Linked DNA regions of Macaca mulatta: region 1 is linked to region 2. The links are chromatin contacts, called in public Hi-C maps. All regions are on one chromosome and are shown on one strand. Each heading gives the region's core, a stretch centred on a gene start, on an enhancer-like site or on the middle of the called end of the contact. The rest is flanking DNA. Distances are from core to core; before and after follow the strand shown.

The links. Hi-C and Micro-C count contacts between places; a contact is called where the count stands out from the background.
Region 1: a Hi-C map of liver shows a contact between it and region 2, with 2.2 times the contacts expected there. The contact joins the promoter of SOD2 here to the promoter of ACAT2 in region 2. A contact is called at or near these places in 2 of 14 Hi-C or Micro-C datasets (cortical neurons and liver).

Annotation. Positions count from the first base shown.
Region 1 is chr4:12,310,821-12,317,311 of T2T-MMU8v2.0, forward strand. It overlaps SOD2 (superoxide dismutase 2), which reads left to right and starts at 3,015. Exons shown (of 6, transcript NM_001032805.2): 1 at 3,015-3,115; 2 at 3,397-3,599. The coding sequence starts at 3,093. It overlaps LOC144340255 (a long non-coding RNA gene), which reads right to left and starts at 1,979. Exons shown (of 2, transcript XR_013416151.1): 1 at 1,841-1,979.
Region 2 is chr4:12,246,142-12,253,554 of T2T-MMU8v2.0, forward strand. ACAT2 (acetyl-CoA acetyltransferase 2) reads right to left here and starts at 2,439. Exons shown (of 9, transcript XM_015137627.3): 1 at 2,283-2,439; 2 at 1,372-1,506. The coding sequence starts at 2,337. It overlaps TCP1 (t-complex 1), which reads left to right. Exons shown (of 20, transcript NM_001257728.1): 19 at 1,371-1,504; 20 at 2,281-2,448.

The DNA.
Region 1 (6,491 bases), core at 1,765-4,264, 65 kb after region 2:
TCCTAGAAAGGAGATGAGGTTGCTGGTGCTGTGGAAGCTATTATGGGCCATGAGGCAGCTTTGAAGACAGAAAGCCTGCATCCTTGATGACTGGAATTTCATCCCAACCCAGGACTGACTGCCCCAGATCTTTGTTACATGAGGGAATACACTCTTCTGTGTTTAAGAAACTGTGGCTGGATCTGTTACTGGAATATGAATGCAGTTAATACCTGGCTCAAAATGACTTCATCTCAACCCACATTGGTTGCCTCTTCCAAACAATATATAGGTCTGCACTGTGGTGGGTCTCAGGATGGCTGGCTGCGATGTAGCCTTAGGAAGTTTATGAGAAATCCATATTCATGGTGTCCTGATGTTGCAGAGGACGTCCTGAGCTGGCTGGAGAAATGGGACACAGCTCAATCGACTGTAATCTAACTTCTGAGGCCATTCAGTAACCCCTACAGTGGCCACCTAAAAAAAAGGCAGCCAGGTGCGGTGGCTCAAGCTTATATAAATCCCAGCACTTTGGGAGGCCGAGGTGGGAGGATCACTTGAGCCGAGGAGTTTGAGACCAGCCTGGGCAACATGGCAAAACTCTGTTTCTACAAAAAATACAAAAAATTAGCCAGGCATGGTGGTATGCACCTGTAGTTCCAGCTTGGGAGGCTGAGGTGGGAGAATCACATGAGTCCAGCAAGTTGCTGCAATGAGCCATGATCACGCCACTGCACTCCAGCCTGGGCGACAAAAAGAAAAAGAAAACGGAGCCTATTCACTGGGTGTGGTAGACAAAGTGATAAACTTTTCTTTTACCTCCCATATCCCACAACCTTGGATGCGCTCACAGTCATGGTAGTGTTTTGTAATGATGTAGCTGATGACAGGTGTGATGTTGAAGATCCTTCTACCTGACTGCTGCTGTCAGTCCTACCAGCCCCCAACGTTTGGTGCTTGTTCTAAAGGGCATGTCCTAGGAGTTACTTTAATCTCAAAGTATCACTCTCTGTACAAACAAGTAGTGCAAGTAGCCTGAGCTCAGTCTCCCTATAGGAATATTTTATTACCACTAGATCAAGTCTTTCTATTACAATGACTGATCTGTCTCTGAATCCTGTTGGTTCATCCATCAAAATGCCCTTTTCTTCCAGTTCTCATAGCTAGTGCCCTAAAAGTGACCTGCAGTACCTCCTGCTGAGACGAATGTACCAGCTTCCTAACTAGCCTGCACTCCCTTCATCCACCCAAGTCAGTACCAGACCACCTTGCCTGAAAAACCACCTTCAGTGTGTCTCACTTCAGCAGAAATGTTTCTCAGCTTCCCATTAACCACCACATGAAATCTCTGCTCGTCTGCGTTTTAAGGGTATCTATAGGCTGGGTGCGGTGGCTCCTACCTGTAATCTAAGCACTTTGGGAGGCTGAGGCAGGCGGATCACTTGAGGTCAGGTGTTTGAGACCATCCTGGCCAACATAGTGAAGCCCTATCTCTACCAAAAGTACAAAAAAAAAAAAAAAAAAATGCGGGGCGTGAAAGCGCACGCCTGTAATTCCAGCGACTCCGGAGGCTGAGGCAGGAGAATCAGTTGAACCTGGGAGGCAGAGGTTGCAGTGAGCCAACATCGCGACACTGCACTCCAGCCTGAGCGACAGAGCGAGACCGTGTCTCAAAAATATATAAATAATAACTTTTAAAAAGCGTATCTATAACCTGGTCCCAGCCTGAATTTCCTTCTTCACCCCAACACGTAGCCCTAGTTACATTCTTCTGATGTCTGTAAACAAGCCCAGCCCTTCCTGTTGTGAAGCCAAATTCAGGTGGTTCCTCTTTGCCTGAATGTTTTCCCATTCCACTTACCAGAAGCCTAGTCATCCTTGGGAGGGCTGTACCGGGGTTGCAAGAAGCAACGGAAACGGTTCAGCACCTGCTACCTTCCATCATATTCTCTTCAATAAAGGGGTAACTCCCGCCAATGGCAGTGTAGATTTCCTAACCTCTACACATGGAAGATTCACACCATTCGGGATTGTTGTTTAACTGTTGAGAGAGCACTTGATACTTAACAGCTTACTAGACAGCGCAGGAAAGAATCCTCTGTTGTCCTTTTATGTTATCCTGAACAGTTGGTTGACAGAGTTACTGTAAACACACAAAACATGACTGCCAGGGCTTAGTAGTCAGGAAAGTAGGAACTAGTCCTGACTCACTTAGTAACTATACCCAGGCGAAGCTGCTTAACCTCAGGATTTCGTTGTCAACTGGAATCAACAATACCAACCCTAGGGGTAAAATAAAGATAAATGTGTGCAAATCCTGCCTGCAGTCTCGGGCAAGTCGTAGGTGTCCAAGAACTGTTCTTAGGTAGCCAGCCGGTGGGGACAAAGTCGTGTGCCTGCTGTCCTGGAGGAGGTCCCAAGGTCAGCTTACTTGCAAAGCAAGGGCACGGCGCAGGAGTGCTGAATACGGGTTGGAAGGGCGCTGGCTCTACCCTCCGCTCATAGGCCAGCTGGGCGGCGCTGACCAGCAGCTAGGCCCGGTCTTCCCTAGGAACGGCCCCGGGGGCCCTGGGAGGGTACGAACGTCTTCTTGCAGTCAGGCCTCTGGACCCCGCGGCCGCCCCAGCGTAACCAAAGCTCAGGGGCAGGTGCCGCAGCCGCCTCGTGCAGCGCGATCCCCGCCGGCACCCGGATCTGGGGGAGCCGGAGGCAGGGCCTTCGGGCCGTACCAACTCCACGGGGACAGGGGCCGCCTTCCCTCGGCCGCGCGCCGCCCAAGTAAGGCAGACAGGCAGCGAGGTTGCCGAGGCCGAGGCTAGCCTGCAGTCCTCTTTCTCCCCTGCCCTGGGCGCGGGGTGTACGGCAAGCGCGGGCGGGCGGGACAGGCCCGGGGGCGCCCTGCGTGCCCCCCCGGTTGGGCGCGGCGGGCGCGGGGCGGGGCCCGCGGGGGGGCGGGGCGGCGGTGCCCTTGCGGCGCAGCTGGGGTCGCGGCGCTGTTCCCCGCGCTCTCTTAAGGCCGGCGGGCGGCGCAGGAGCCGCAGTTGTGGCTGTGGCGGCCTCTATAGCGGCTTCAGCAGATTGGCGGCATCAGCACCAACACCAGCACTAGCAGCATGTTGAGCCGGGCAGTTTGCGGGTGAGACGAAAGGGGACCCGGTCAAGGCCCCAAGGGCGAAGGGGCGCGCGGCGGGCAGGGCCTCCGCGGCGATGGCGACAGTGGCCGCACCGGGCCTGGCGGGGCCGGGGCACCTGCGGGCGGTTCTCCCGGGAGTGCGCGGCGCGGCGGCTGGAGCGGGGATCCGCAGGGAGGGGACGCGGGGTCTCGGGGGACGCCGCGCGCTGCCGTTCCTCGGCAACCCAGCCTGCGTAGACTGTCCCGCGGCGCGGACTGACCGGGCTGTGCTTTCGCGTCTTCAGCACCGGCAGGCAGTTGGCGCCGGCTTTGGGGTATCTGGGCTCCAGGCAGAAACACAGCCTCCCCGACCTGCCCTACGACTACGGCGCCCTGGAGCCTCACATCAACGCGCAGATCATGCAGCTGCACCACAGCAAGCACCACGCGGCCTACGTGAACAACCTGAACGTTACCGAGGAGAAGTACCAGGAGGCGTTGGCCAAGGGTAGGTTCCAGGCTGAGCGGCGGGAGGCAGTCCCCGACAGAGGCGACCCCAGGGGACCCGGGCCCCACACGAATGGGCCTCTCCGTGGGGGAGAACCCGCTTCGCGTTTGTACCGGTTCCGAGTTTTCCAGGCACAGTAGTCTCTCTTAAACACATGGTCTACCTCGTTGTAGAAGGAGTGCCTCGATGGGTTTGAACACACTTCTGTCATCTCAGGGAACTTGGGGTCCTGCGAAGGAGTTTGTCTTAGTGTTGTAAGCCACATTCCGTTACCCATATTGCCAGCACTAGTGAATTGTAGGGCCTGAAAAGAAAGCTCTACTGTGTCACTCGTTTTTTTTGCAAACTAAAATTGTTCTTGTTGTATAATGTGTTTTGGCGAAATGTTTGGTCTCTCAGGTAGGTGTGCCAGCCGTTTGCAGGAGGGCTGAGAGCGCCTGTCCACTGGCGGCCCAGACATCATCAGGTCCGCAAGTGTCTCTGAGTGTCTCTGAGTGTCAGGGTCACCTCCTGATAGAAGTGGGAGTGGCGCCTTGCTGCCAGGTCACACTGAAGGTGGGAGACAGGAGGACACTACTCCGTGCTAGGAACCGTGGTCCTGGTCATCTTCCTGAGAGCAAACAGGGTCGGGAGTCCAGCCTAGGACTTGGAGACTCCCTGCGTCCCCAGCAACCCTGCAGGGGAAACTTCACTGAGCCCACTTGTTGACTTCAGGTGGGAGAAGAGGAGGCACACCACTGTGGTGTGCGTTACCAAAAAAGCAGTAACCTAACTGGTAAAGCAGTAACCTAACTGTGGAACAGTTCAGGATCTTTAGACTGGATACTTTTCTTGATTTCAGTTAGGGGTCAAAGTTCACAAGGAAAATAGCCCTTCAGTGGGAAACTGAAATAGGCTTGTTTTTATTTACTATTTACTCATATTTGTAATGCAATTAAAAAATATGGCGTTAACTTTTTTTTTTCCCCTCAAGAACTTGGTTGGTAAAACCAGGGGTATGTGGACTTTTTGAGTCTGGGCCGTTTGTGGGTGTGTATGGGAATGTTATGTTTTAACGTTTTTTTTACAAAATAGTAGTGTCCTCTTAATCTATTCGTTAGTAGTATGCGCAAGGAAGATAATCAATAGTCATGTTTTCAGACTCTGTATTGCTTGGTAAGCTAGGTAGTACAAAGTGTTTACTTTTCCTTAAATGTTTTGAATTTCGGGGTTATGAAATTTGTTGAGTAATTTTTTACGCAGTGACATCTTGTTGACTGGAGGCATCTAGTGGAAAAGTGCGGTATTTCAGCCTGATTGTGTTTGAAGTAAATGACTAAACTAAAAGAGGAGGAAGTTACCACATTCTGGAAGATTTGCTTGAGACAGATGAACCTTGAATTACGGGAAAAGGCCCCGTGATTTAGGAAATAACAAATTTGGGAAACATGTAATGGGGAGAGACTGGGGAATACCCCAGTTGTGAAAGTAATTCCTGTAAGGCAACATCTGACACCCGGAAAGCTTTCTCTTCGGTATTTTAAAAACAACTTAATTTCAGTCCTTTACTTCTGGAATCAGAGCTTTACTTATGTAATACAACCCACTGGAAAAAAGCTTTATATTTTACTATATTGTTTATAAGTGAGTATCTGCAGAGCTTTCTTTTACTTAAACATATTTTTAAAATTATTAAAAAGTTAGATTTTCTTGTTTGAAATCTTGGGGAAAAAAGGTAAAACAATGTCATAATCTCATCACATGTAACTGATTAATGAATATTTTTCAACCCAAAGCATTTGACTTTTATTATTATTTGAGGCAAAAACTAAACTGAAGCCAAATAAAATGTTGAATTTCAGAAAAGTGTTCTTAAAAGCAGATATGAAGCCCTCAATTTTTATTAATTTTAAAATGAGTAAGCAAACTGTAAGATGTTAAGATTATTAAATTATCTCTCATTAAGCATGTATCTTTCCCATTTGAAAAATTGAGTTACTATTGATTTATTAAAAAATAATAGAAAACTTACATTTATTTTTAGGGTGACTCTCAATCAACTTTAATAAGGGAAACACAGTTCTATAAGAAAATTATTTGTAAACCTAGCAAAGGAAAAAAAAAGTTGGTGTCTTTAAATAACCCTTCGAGATTAGCCATGTATTCAGATATCACTTGGTCCTCTCCTCCTTTCTGAATTGCTGAACAACTGGAGCTTGTTTCAGAAAGCAGCATTGCCTATGTATGTTCCTTTTTTAAAAAATGTTTTTTTAAATTTTATCTAAAAAATAGACGGGGTCACACTATGTTGCCCAGGCTGTTCTTGAATTCCTGGGCTCCCCCACCTCAGCCTTCCGCAGTGCTGGGATTACAGGCGTGAGCCACCGTGCCTAGCTAGACATATGTTTTTTTTGTTTGTTTGTTTGTTTGTTTTGACGACGGAATCTCGATCTGTCCCCCAGGTTGGAGTGCAGTGATGTGATCTCGGCTTACTACAACCTCCGCCTCCTGGGTTCAGGCAATTCTTCTGCCTCAGCCTCCTGAGTAGCTGGGATTACAGGTGCACACCACCACGGCTGGCTACTTTTTGTGGTTTTTTAAGTAGAGATGGGGTTTTTCCATGTTGGCCAAGCTGGTCTGGAACTCCTGACCTCAGGTGATCCACCCACCTTGGCCTCCCAAAGTGCTGGGATTACAGGTGTGAGCCACGTCACCTGGCCTTGTATGTACCTTTTTTTCTTTTTCTTTTTTTTTTTTTTTTGAGACAGAGTATTGCCCTGTCGCCCAGGCTGGAGTGCAGTGGCGCAGTCTCGGCTCACTGCAACCTCTGCTCCTGGGTTCAAGCTATTCTCCTGCCTCATGCTCTTGAGTAGCTGGGATTACAGGGACGCGCCACCATGCCTGGCTAATTTC
Region 2 (7,413 bases), core at 1,189-3,688:
AAAATTAACCAGGTGTGGTGGCCTGCTCTTGTAATCCCAGCTATTCCAGAGGCTCAGGTGGGAGGATACCTTGAGTCCAGGAGTTTGAGGTTATAGTGGGCTCTGATTTATTACACCACTGCATTCCAGCCTGAATGACAGAGTAAGACCCTGTCTCTTTAAATAATAATAATAATTAATTAATTAGGAGTGTTGAAACCCAAAGAATCAGAAGATGGGGGCACTCTCAGGACTCAGTTATATTCCTCTAGGGAGTATTATGCCCCATTTGCAAGGGGCATGATGTGGCACCTATTTTCCAAGCTCAGAACTGAGTCCTAAGAGGGGCAGGGAACTTACCTGTATTGTTGGAGCCATACTCCCAGCACTAAGCACAATATGGGGCACACAGGAGGAACTGAATAAGTTTTTGGTGAATGACTGACACTCTGAGGTAATAAGGAGGAGCAGGCATACTTTCCAATGCATCAGGCTGGCCCTGCTTTTTTTTTTTTTTTTTTTTTTTTTTTTGAGACGGAGTCTCACTGTGTCGCCCAGACTGGAGTGCAGGGGCACAATCTCAGCTCAGTGCAAGCTCTGCCTCCCGGGTTCACGCCATTCTCCTGTCTCAGCCTCCCGAGTAGCTGAGACTACAGGCACCCGCCACCACGCCCGGCCAATTTTTTGTATTTTTAGTAGACACAGGGTTTCACCGTGTTAGCCAGGATGGTCTTGATCTCCTGACCTCATGGTCCACCCGCCTTGGCCTCCCAAAGTGCTGGGATTACAGGCATGAGCCACCATGCCTGGCTGGCCCTGCGTCTTAAGAATGAAAAGGCAGTATAGGTCAGTGGTCTAAGTTCATTCACAAAAAGCATATTAATGAAGCGAAGACTTTTTGTTTGTTTAGAGAAAGGGTCTCAGTCTGTCACCCAGGATGGAATGCAGTGAGTGACACAATCACTGCAGATTCAAACTCCTGGGCTCAAGTGATCCTCCCACCTCAGCCTCTCCAGTAGTTGGGAGGCACAGACCATCATGCCTGGCTAATTATTTTATTTTTTGTAGAGACAGGGTCTTGCTTTGTTGCCCAGGCTGATCTCAAACTTCTGGCCTCAAGTGATCCTTCCTCCTCGGCCTCCCAAAGTGCTGGGATTACAGGTGGGAGCCACCCTGCCTGGCCAAGAAGCTGAGTCTCAAACTGGATAGAAGCTACTGACAGGGCTGGAAGAAGGGGCCACAAGAGGAATCTTAACAGAGGGAACTCTGAGCAAAAGCATGGAGGCAAGAACTTGAGTGAGAGTGTGTGTGTGTGTGTGTGTGTGTGTGCGTGTGCGCGTTTATGGGCTGTTTCTAATAAGCTTGACTTCTCCTGGAATCACTGAGAGTTACCTGCTGCCAAAACATGTCCAAAGATGACCTCAGACACATCTTCTGGAACCACAGTGGCCCTCTTCAAGACTTCTTTGATGACAGTTGCGCCCAGGTCCTGGACAGGAACAGTAGCTAAGGCACCATTGAAGGAACCTGCAGTAGAAAGGCGGAGAGCGCGGACATCACAAACCTGTGGGTAATGTAGAAACCACCGAGGAGCAGCGGGGCCTCATGACGCTGTTTGGCAAGGCCACCGCGAGGAGGCAGTGCCCCTCCTCCCACACGTTCCCACACCTGCTGGTCTGAGCAAAGGTCAAGGTGGGTGCCAGGACTCGCAGTGGCCGAGGGCCAGACAAGCGACCTTCGGAACGGCCTAGGGACGCCGCTGTACCCCTTCTATTTCCCCAAATCCGAACGACTGGATGCGGCCCCATGGTTCCCAAACAAAAGGAACTGGCGGATCAAGGGCTTTGAAAACCATGTGGCACGAAGGAGACGAAGTCGCGACTTCCAGCCATTGTGTGACAGCCGGACCCCAGCCCAAAGCCCTGCTCAGACCACCTAGCAGTTACGCCCCTGCCACAGGCATTACCGATGGCGCCTCCCGGAGTCGGCCAATCAGGGGACCCGCAGAAGAACGCCTTCCTACGCCAACCAATGGGAGACGCAGGCCACGCGATGGCTCTACCCTGGGAGCCAATCAGAGCACGAGGGACGGAGTGCGCACATCGGGAGAGGAGAAGGTGGGGCTGTCGCGCCAGGTCAGGGAACGCGGGAGGCCCGGGGTTCCAAGGATCCCGCAGGTCCTCCAGGCTTGGCCTGAGCGGCTTCCTCCACATACGCTCCTCTCCTACACAAGTCCGGCCCTCGGCGCTCCTGCCGAAGCAGCAGGCGCCTTGGACTCTGCGCGAGGCCCGCCGGCCGCTCACCTATGATGGTCCGCGCCGCCGAGACGATGACCACGGGATCTGAGCCTGCATTCATCCTGCCCACGACCGCTTCTCCTGCCGCCGTCTGCCCTGCGCTGCCTGCAAGTTAGGCAAGGCTCCTCCTCGCAGCCCACAGGCCGCGCCACGGGCGGGACCTGAGGTAGCCCCGCCCCCTGCCCCCCGCCTCCTCGCGCATCCCACTGTGCGCAGGCGCAAGGCCAGAGCCAGGGCGGGCCGAGGCTCGAGGGGCGCAGGGCGGAAGTGAGGTTGGGGTCTGGGGCTGCGGGCAGAACCGGGGACCTCGGACGCATGTGCAGAGCTTCTGAAGACCCCAGTGTTTCTAGACACCCCAGTGTTGGAGTCCCCCGTCTTGACGTTTTGGGCTTTTTTGTTTTAACCTTAGAGTTTTTCGAAACAGTAAAGAGTGGGGTGTGACAAAAGACTCACTCTCGTTCAGCCCGGGACTGGAATCCCACGGGCGAGAATCTCGAGTGAGAGCCCGGCCCGTACGGGGCTTGCTGGGAGCGTCTCGGTGCGAGCCCCCGTGGGTCTGGCGCCCTCTGGCCTTCGAAGATCAGCTCTGGTGGTGAAGGGGTGAGGACGCCGGCAGCGTCTTAACGTCCCACAGTGAAAAGTTACCTTGGTTGACGTTTGGACAGTGAAAGCATATAACAAGTGGGGTCAGTTTTGTTTAAAACCCTTGCTGACTTCCCAGCCTCTTACTGGGCAAAGTTCATAATTTTTCTGAGCTTTCTAGGGTTCTAGGCAAGCTTATCAGGGCCACCGTTACAGCAACTTGTTGGGAACACCTGGATAGTGGAACAAGAAAACTTGGTCACAAAGTCATGAAGGGGAAAACTGTTGACGGACCTGGAGAATCTTCCTGAAGAACTTTAAAGTAGATTGAAAGAATCATTAAATCCTGGAAACCTACATTAAGACTTTGCAGAGATATGTGGATGAGTCAGATAAATCAGAGAAGATAAACTAGAGTGTACGCCCCAGAGGTGGGGCAATAGAGAAGGAAAAAAGTTGCATAACAGTGCAATTTCAGGAGAAATCTTTAGGGTCTGGAATAGTGGTGAAATCAGCTGCCTCCCCTGCTAAGAACTCAGCAGCATAGTTAAGTCTCTTCAGTTATCTTGAATGTGTTTCCTGTCCCCTAACATATCTGAGTCCAAGGAATTCAAGGAATGCCTCCCGTGGCTTTTGCTCTATTCTATCCCATTTTCCCCTTACTCTCTGGCCACTTCTGAGGCTTTGTGGGGTTACTCTGACATCCCCTTAACATGTTCCCCAAGGCTCCTACTTTGCACCAGCTCCCTGGGTAATACCAGTCCTTCCCACAGCATCAGTCACCACCTGTATACTGACAAGTCTGAAATCTTTACATCTAACCTAGTCTCCTAAACTGACCCTCTTCATTTAAATTCTTACAAGCGCAGCAGGTCGGGCACCCTGGCTCACACCTGTAATCCCAGCACTTTGGGAGGCCGAGGAGGGCGGATCATTTGAGATCAGCAGTTTGAGACCAGCCTGGCGAACATGGTGATATCCCATTTCTACCATAAAATGCAAAAATTAGCCGGGCATGGTGGCGTGCGCCTGTAATCCCAGCTACTGGGGAGGCTGATATAGGAGAATCGCTTGAACCTGGGAGGCAGAGGTTTCAGTGAGCCGAGATCACACCACTGCACTCCAGCCTGGGCGACAGAGAGAAACTGTGTCTCATAAATAAATAAACAAATAAAATTTCCTATAAGCACCTCAAATTTGACATTGAAACCAAACTCTTCCAGCCTGTTTCTTCTCTAATCTCAGTGAGCAGTGTAACTATTCTCTGTTAACCAAGCCAGAAATTTACCTCTGAAACTCCTCTTAAACATTACTTCTTCTAGAAAAACCTTCCAATCTCCTGGATTTGGTGCAGCATCTTACCCCTAACTTCCTCTTTCAACTTACCATATAATTCCTCGTTTATCTGTCTCCTCTACCAGACTATATAAGCTTTGCAAGATGATCCTGTTACACTGCTTTATTATGAATGAACACCAATACATTCTTTATGGCCAGTGCCTAGCACATTTGAATGAGTATGAATATATTCTTCTGGAGACAAGAAATATATTGTTTCCTGCCTGAAGGCTCTATGTAGAGTAAGTTTAGGAGCAAATCTTGAGAAGGTAATTGCATGCTTCTGTTGAGTGGCCAAACAGCATCTGTTCCCTGAGGGGTCCTCATTATAGCTACTCATATTATTACCTACTTATATGGGCTAGATGGGGGCTAAGAATAACGAATAAAGGAAAGAAGAGGAATTTTTTTTTTTCTTTTGAGATGGAGTCTCACTCTGTCGCCCAAGCTGGAGTACAGTGGCACGATCTTGGTTCACCGCAACCTCCACCTCCCAGGTTCAAGCGATTCTTCTGCCTCAGCCTCCCGAGTAGCTGGGATTACAGGCCTGTGCCACTATGACCAGCTAATTTTTGTATTTTTAGTAAAGACGGGGTTTCACCATGTTGGTCAGGCTGGTCTCAAACTCTTGACCTTGTGGTCTGCCCACCTCCCAAAGTGCTGGGATTACAGGTGTGAACCACCGCGCCCAGCCAGCTGGAAGGTAATTTTAAAAATTACGTCTTGGCTGGGTGCGGTGGCCCACGCCTGTAATCCCAGCACTTTGGGAGGCCGAGGCAGGCAGATCACCTGAGGTTGTGAGTTCGAGACCAGCCTGACCAATATGGAGAAACCTCGTCTCTACTAAAAATACAAAATTAGCTGGGCGTGGTGGCACATGCCTGTAATCCCAGCTACTCAGGAAGCTGAGGCAGGAGAATCACTTGAACCCAGGAGGTAGAGGTTGCAGTGAGCCGAGATTGCGCCATTGCACTCCAGCCTGGGCAACAGGAGTGAAACTCCGTCTCAAAAAAAAAAAAAAATTATGTCTAGATCTCGAATCATAAATACCTGGACTGGTGAGCAGGGTGAGTGGGCAGGAAGCCACACAAATCTCCAAGTGCTTACTCATGAGGAGCCACCATTATAGCAGAGCTATGGAGCCAGTTTATCCTGAGGGGGCCTTCTCAGCATCTTCCCCCTCCGCCCCGTGTAAAGATGCAGTCATTCTTGGTTAAGTTTCATAAAGAGTTGCAGGAGTCCAGGCCAGGTCTTAGCCAGAGGCTGGATTCACCAACCTACCATGTAGCAAATTCCTCCTTGGTCTCCATGAAGGAAACAGTGAATCACCAAATTGGATTTGCCATAGGATGGAGGTCAGCAATGTGCTCCTTACCACTAGGGGTGGCTCAACACTGCCTCAGCACAGCCACCCCATGGTGGGTCCAGATCAGAGTTAATGACATTACCTGGGGCTATGAAAGGTTCACTGTAACTACAGGGATAGGTGAACTCCCAAGACAGTGTTGTAGAGCAGCAGGCAATGATTGAGTACAGCGCATAACTACTCATGAAAAGAGGGAACATCCGAGAGACAAAGTTGTCAGAAGGAATGGCTTTACATCGTTTTGCAAAAGTGTCTCAAAAACTGGAGTAGTTAGTTGAATCCAATACAGCTGAGGAGCCAAGGAAACTGACATCTATTGCACTCTCTGAATGAAGACTCCTACCAGGAACCAAACTGGGGCACCAATCCGGGCACTGTGATCTTAGACTTCCCAGGCTCCAAAAATAGTGAGGAATGAGTGTGTAAAAGCCACCCAGTCTTTTTTTTTTTCCCAATAGCCGCCCGAGCTAAGACAGTAGTAAGTGCTCTTACAGGGGAGAAGAACAAAACATCGAGCCACAAATCAGTGTAATGCCAGGATTCAAACCAATTAGATGCAGAAGCCACTCTATCACCTCTCTTATCATAGTCATACCAGAAAATAAAGCATCCAGTTCCAGAAATGAGAAATACTATGTACCACAGCATAAGTGCTCTGAGTTATTCATCAAGGCAGACTCAACAGAAACATGAAAATGTCACATTAACAGGTCAATATTAAATTCAGTCATAAAATTATATCACTGTTGAAAAATTTAATTTCCTGTCACAACTCATGATTACACCAACAGGGCAGAGAAATTCCATTTTTGTTTAAATTGGTCAAGTTGAAGGATGTACATAACAAAAGCCACAATATTTGATATATCAAACACCAAAATGTTTAATCATATGCAAATACAGGATTTTTTATGCACTCGAGCACATTGTAGAAAAGGTTAATCAAGGCAGGGCACGGTGGCTCACGAGGTCAGGAGTTTGAGACCAGCCTGGCCAACATGGTGAAACCCCGTCTCTACTAAAAATACAAAAATAAGCCAAGCATGGTGGCATGTGCCTGTAATCCCAGCTACTCAGGAGTCTGAGGCAGAATTGCTTGAATCCGAGAGGCGGAGGTTGCAGTGAGCCGCGATGGTGCCACTGCACTCTAGCCTGGGTGGCAGAGCAAGACTCTGTTGCAAAAAACAAAAAACAGAAAAGAAAAGGTTAATCAAGAGACAGTACAGTATTTAATATACTTCTGAAGACTGGACATACCTCTATCAGCTAAACAAGCAAAAGCAGCAGTTACTTTCAAATAAGTTGTACCTCAATTTTCAAGTATTATAATTCCACTTCCAGGGTTCCTGGATTGTATTACAAGTTATGTCTAAAACAATACTTTTTATGTTTTAGACATAACAATACTTTTTATGTCTAAAACAATACTTTTTTCTTTTAGCAGAAATGGAATTTTATTTCAACCATGTATGAAAGCTACACATTTTTAAGGCCATTCAATATCATAGACTTTATACTTAATTACCTCTGAGAAAATGGAGCAAACTTTGAGATTCTTCCACCTTAAAAACATTCTCTCCTACCTACATTCTAACACCCCTTACTCATGTAATGTTACCAGGTATGTTATTAGTAAAAATCAGTAGTACTGGCAAGTGTTTTAAAACAAACATCACTGACTACAAAGATACTCTACTTAAAATCAGGTCACAAAAAACAAATCCTGCTTTTCAATTAAAACTCAAAAAGGGCCAGGAGCTGTGGCTCACTCCTGCAATCCCAACACGTTGGGAGGCCAAGGCAGAAGGATCCCTTGAGGCCAGCATGTGCAACACAGCAAGACTTTGTCTC